Regions from separate parts of the Muntiacus reevesi genome. Here region 1 is linked to region 2. Evidence: chromatin contacts called from public Hi-C data. All regions are on one chromosome and are shown on one strand. The core of a region is the stretch at or near the end of the contact, and the rest is flanking DNA. Distances in the headings are between cores, read along the strand shown.

Evidence for each region. A called contact is a pair of places that touch in the nucleus more often than the background predicts.
Region 1: a Hi-C map of muscle shows a contact between it and region 2, with 3 times the contacts expected there. The contact joins the promoter of ZMYM3 here to the promoter of FOXO4 in region 2. A contact is called at or near these places in 2 of 3 Hi-C or Micro-C datasets (blood and muscle).

The regions. Positions count from the first base shown.
Region 1 is chrX:61,978,903-61,981,602 of mMunRee1.1, reverse strand. It overlaps ZMYM3 (zinc finger MYM-type containing 3), which reads left to right and starts at 1,411. Exons shown (of 25, transcript XM_065916940.1): 1 at 1,411-1,451. NONO (non-POU domain containing octamer binding) reads right to left here and starts at 1,675. Exons shown (of 11, transcript XM_065916950.1): 1 at 1,526-1,675.
Region 2 is chrX:61,840,891-61,843,772 of mMunRee1.1, reverse strand. It overlaps FOXO4 (forkhead box O4), which reads right to left and starts at 1,306. Exons shown (of 4, transcript XM_065916172.1): 1 at 425-1,306. The coding sequence starts at 889.

The DNA of each region.
Region 1 (2,700 bases), core at 162-2,661, 140 kb before region 2:
GCTATCTAACCATTCATCCTCTGCCACCCATTGGAAAAGACCCTGATGCTGGGAAAGATTAAAGGCAAAAGGAGAAAAGGGTGGCAGAAGATGACACATTAATATCATTCAAAACCCACACTTCAGGTAAGAGTTCACTTTTGTTGTACATTCTATGAGTTCTAATATGTCACAAACATGTATTCACCATTACAGAATCATGCAGAATAGTTTCACTGCCTTAAAAATCCTCTGTGCTCCACATCATTATTTTTTTCAAAAATGTGTTTGTTAATGATTACATTTATTGTATGAATATAACCAAAGTTGATTTGACCAGTCCCCTATTGTAGATTTAGATTGTTTTCTTATCTCTGTTTTAAAGATGAGAAAAATAAGACCTACTGACTTAACAAGTGATGTATCCAAAGGCAACTGGCTAAAAAGAAGGCAGAGTTGAGATTAGAGTTCTGGTCTGCCTCCAGAACCCACACACAATACCTCTGAATACACCATCAACCCCCTTTAGATTGTCTCCTCTCAACTTGAAACCAGGCACAAGGATCACAACCAGAGCAGCCAAAGATCCAAGCATGTGTTGAGAAGGGCTGGCAACACAAAAGAACAAGGTGGCCCAACTGAGATGGAACAAACTGAAAATGCAAAAAGGAGGTACAGGGACAGAGAAATAAGAAGAAAGTGAGAGATGGTTACACAGTATACTGGTTAAGATAAAGAGAAAGCTGGGTTTGGGAAAGCTAAAGGGGAAAAATTCTTGCTTTTATCTCTGTGTATAGGAGAGAGCAAAGATAACCTCAAGGCCATGAGGGGAGCCAGGAAGGATAAGGTTTCTGAAAAAGTGAATGCGGCAAGGCTGGATAAGACTCCGGAGGACTACAAGGCTAGGAGAGGCTTAGCGTGGGAAGGAAGAAAGGCCCAGAGCAAAGAGGCAGGCCAGAGCAGGAACTGGACACCAAACCTAAAAATGTGTCGGGACTCCCTTCCAGCCCGAGCCTCTTCTAGTATCTCAGAATACTAAATACTCTCCAGCCCTTAGAGGTCGGAGAGGGGAAGTGGAGAGCGGGGATTGTAAAGTGCTCTAACTCTATTGAGGGCTGGGAATGGATCCTGGCACGCATTTTTTTTTTTAAGCCTGTAGGCCTAGTGCTAATACCCCCTCCCCCTACTCTACTTCTCTAGCTTCAACCCCAGCCACACCCACATGCTAAGGACCATCCAGGAGGGGGAGTGTGTGTTGTGTGTGTGGGGGGGGGGGGGGGGGGAGTGTGTGTTGTGTGTGTGTGTGTGTGTGTGTGCGCGCGCGTGCGTGCTCGTGCCTAAGAGAGACAGAGAGACAGAGACAAAAAAGAGACTGGGGGAGAGAGTGCGCGCGGTGGGGGTGGGGGGTGGGGGACAAGGACAGAAAGGAGGGAGAAACAGAGAGAAAGGAGGAAGAAAATCTGTCGGCCTCGGTGAGGAAAACTACTGAAGAGATAACTCAGGGGGCTCTTGAGGGAAGACTCAGGGAGAAGATCCCAGAACTTACCCTAAGACCGTGGAAGGAGTGGGGGAGTGTCTTTGCAGGACCTGGTTTTGGGGTCACCAGGCAGTAACGGTTACTGCATAGGCGTTGTCACTGAGCCAGAGCCATTTAACCCGCCCTGGGTGGCTGGAGACCAGGCTTAAGACACCCCACAACTCTGAGTCTCAAAATGGTTAGGAGGGCCCGAGGCTGCAGACAAGAGGAGGAGGGGCACGTGAGGGCTGGGTCCCTGCCTCCCCCCACCCTCCGCTGTCACTCATTACCCCAACAGTCGCCCAGGGGGCGGGCTCCGGAGAGGTGGGGTTGGGGGGAGGGTAATCTTGGCAGGCGCCTGCTGCATGGCGTAGGTAGGGACTGTTGAGGGGGGCGGACGCCAGGGGGTTGAACACGAGTGGGAAGCGGAGAGCGACACGAGGAGGGGGAGGGGACCGGGAACCATTTGAATGAGAGGAGGGGATCACGGGTAGAGTGGGCTCCAGGAGGTAGGGCGGGCACGGGTGTTGACGGAGGGGCCAGACTCTTGAGCCAGGTAAGGGAAGCAGGTGCGTAGATTTGTTTTTTGTGGGCTAGTGTACTCGGCCCTTTGGTGGAAAAGGGGGTGCCTCCTTCCCCAGGGGCGGGCTTCCAAGCTCCGGAGGTTAGCTTTTCCTCAACTAACGGGGCCCCGGGCGGGGGCTCAAACTCCATCTCCAGTGCCGAGGTTCCACTCCGCAATTTCCAGGCGTCCGTTGGGCTGGGAGTCTCGCGCCGGGGGCCGGCGCTGTCTCGCGAGCCCCCTCCTTGAGCCAGCCAATGGGGTTGGTTGCTGACGCCGCCCGCCCGCCTGGTGCATAGCGCTGGGCTCCGTGAGCGGCGCTGCCATTTAAAGGGGCCGCGACCCCTGTCCCGGCTGCTAGGGAGGGAGGTGGAGAAGGAGCGCGGGGCCGTCGCTGACTGCAGTTCTAGGCTTGTAACGGTTACACTAACCCTGCCGCAGGTAGGGGTCGGGCCTGACTAAGCCGAACCGAACCTGCAGGCAGGAGCTTGCAGTAGCCGGGAGGGGGGTCTGAAGAGAGACCGTAGCTCCAAAATGTCTTCCTGTAAATGCCTGCGGTGGGGGGTGGGCAACAGGAGAAGAAGGACCAGGGGAGCAATAGGAAAGGGGGACTGGGCTTGAGGAAGTGGGCGACCCTGAAAGA
Region 2 (2,882 bases), core at 57-2,556:
GGTCCTGGGAGGCAAGCAGGGAATCCAAGTAATCCCACAGGAATGGGAGAAAAGGTGTTGGGGTGGGAGATGGGGGAGGAGGGAAGGCTAGGTTCCTGCAGGGAATCCACACAGTTCCCGCTGTACATAGGATAAAGACTTCTCTGTGGGGATAAGTGTTTTGGGCAGCCCAAGCCAAAGTGCTGGGAGTGTTGAGCAGTGAGCAGAGAATTCAGTTTTCTCCAGGGCAAGGACAATGTCTTATTCATTGTGATCCTTCAGCATCAAGCACCTAGCAGCATATACTATGTCCTAAGTAAACGCTTGTCTAATTGACAGCAGAAGGTGGATCTCTGGGGTAGGGGTGTAAAAGGGGAGGCAGAGTAGAAGTAAGGAGACCGGTGGGAACCAGGAGCAGACAGGTATTGAGGGGGATCATAGTTACCTTCCATCCTGCTGAGCTGTTGCTGTCACCCTTGTCCTTGAAGTAGGGCACCGTGCGGACCATCCACTCATAGATCTGGGCCAGTGTCAGTCGCTTCTCGGGGGCGCTTTCAATGGCCTGGCTGATGAGTTCTGCATATGACTGATTTCCCCAGGCATTCCGGCGGGAGCCTCCCTTCCGAGGACCTGTTACAGCCCCCAGGATCCCGGGCTGGGGAGCCCCTGCCGAGTCTGGGAGCCTGGAGGGCAACAGGGTCGGCTGGGTGCGCCCGTCCGAGCGCCCCTCCGGGTGTACCTTCTCTCCCAGACCTGGCTCCACCTCGGACGGCTCGGACGGCTCGGGAGCGAGCTCTGGTCGGGGAAGGGGCCAGGTGCAGGAGCGGGGACGGCTCTGGGGTTCGAAGTCGGGATCGAGGTCTACGATCGCGGCAGCCTCTCTGGCTGAATTCTCATTTACTGGATCCATACGTGAAGTTGGACCTCCGCCGCTCAGCGTTCAGAGGAGCCTGCCACAGTCCCTAGCGATGCCTCCCCTCAGGGGGGAAGCAACGAGGGCCAGGGGGCACATTCCTGCCAGTCCTCAGAAAGTCTCGAACTTCCCCTCACCCCTGGATGCTTGCTCCTAAGCTGTCCCTTGCACACAGTTCTCCGTCTCTTCTCTGCGGCTGCAGCCTCGGAGCTCTTTCTGAGACACCACCTGTAACCTCCGCCTAGCGAAGGCACTTTTCTCCTAACCTCTCAGCTTCCTGCTCTTTTAAACCCGAGGCTCCGTATCCCCTCACAAATCTTTCTCCCATCACAGAACGCCTCTTTAGCCGCAGTTCCCTCCCCCTTTTAAGTTGCTGCCCCCCGGACACTCCTCCTGAATTTCCTCCACCCGGATCACTGCCCTCCCCCACGCCCCGCTCCCTCGCGTCACTTGCCCCTCCCCTGACTCCCTCTCCCCCCGCCTTTCCCCTCTCCCCCCTCTTTATCGGGTCCAGGTCTCCGCGGCCCCAGCCTCTCGAATTCCCGCACCAATCCCCCTATCAAACCCCCCACCCCCCGCCCCCCGGGTTTCCCTTTTGTTTTGCTCCAAGCAGCGGCCCCCGCCTGACGTCTCTGTTTACCACTCGCCAGGGCAGCCATCTGCGCACGCGCCTGGAGAGCGGGTTGGGAAACCGAGTTCTCTAGTCGTGCCACCCTGGTCCGGCATGGGGACTACATCTCCCGTCCTACTTCGCGGTCAGCCCGATCAGGGCGGCAGGAGAGCGGCGTGGCAGGATATAGAGAGGGGGAACATTAATTATGATTATTATTAGAGGTGGTCTCGGACTTTTTCTTTTCGTTAAAAATCATTTTCCTCCTCCCACCCCCTTCCTCCCTCCTCCCTAGAGATTCAGGATCGCTAGATGAGCGTGTGGAGAGATGCTAGATCGTTCCCTCTTTCCGTCAGAAGAGGGCAAACGGAAAAAAAAAAAAATGCGGTCTCTCAAGAAGCAGAAAACAGAAAAGCAAGAAGCAAAGAACTAACGAGGAAATAGAGTTGTTTTAATGTTGAGGAGTTGGTCAGAGGGCTTGGGGAACATAAACGAGTGGTTAGCTGATCGTAGTGTCTCCCCCACCGCCCTCCACTCCGCATACGCAGTTCCCACCGATAGTGCGGTTGCTGACCAATCAGTTTTTTCCACTGATTCTTCTGGCCTCTCCTCAAATATTGATGTTCTCCAGGTTCCCATCCTCGGCGGCTTCACTTTTCATTCAACAGGTTCCAAACAGAACTCATTATCTGTTCCTGCACCCACATCCCTATCCTCCTGATACTCTTATCTCTGAATTTGGTTAATAGTTGTCCTAATGTACCCAGTCTCCTAAGCTAGACTTATCCTTCATCTTTTCATATCCCTAACCTCCCACATCCAAATCCCAGTTCAAGATCTTATTTATCAGTGGATTAAATTGCAGTATCGCCTTAAACTGACCTCCTACCATGAAGTTTTTCCCAACTGCTGTTTATGTTCTTTGTTGTCAACAAAATAACTTTTCTAAGAAACACTCCTGGTAATAACAATTAAAATTTATGGAGCACTTATTATGTGCCTGGCGCTGTGCTGATTGCTTTATGTACATTAGTTCCTTTACTCCTCAAATCATCTCTGAGGTAGATACCCCTGTTATGCCCATTTTACAGACAAGGACACTAATGCTCAGAGATTTAGTGTCCCAAAGTCACAGAGTTAGCAGGCAGGAGAATTGAGGTATCACTTATATGTGATCTTAGCATTTCCCCGCTTAAAACTTCCTTTGATTTTCCCTATTCCCTATGTGATAAAGTTCAAACTCCTTAGTAAGGCATACAGGGCTCTTCAGATTCAGGCTATCTTTCCTGCTTTCTCTTTCACTGGGCACATTAAGTTCCAACCAGTCTGAGTTTTGCATTGTTTCCTGGAAATATCATACATACCCTTTTATACCTTTCC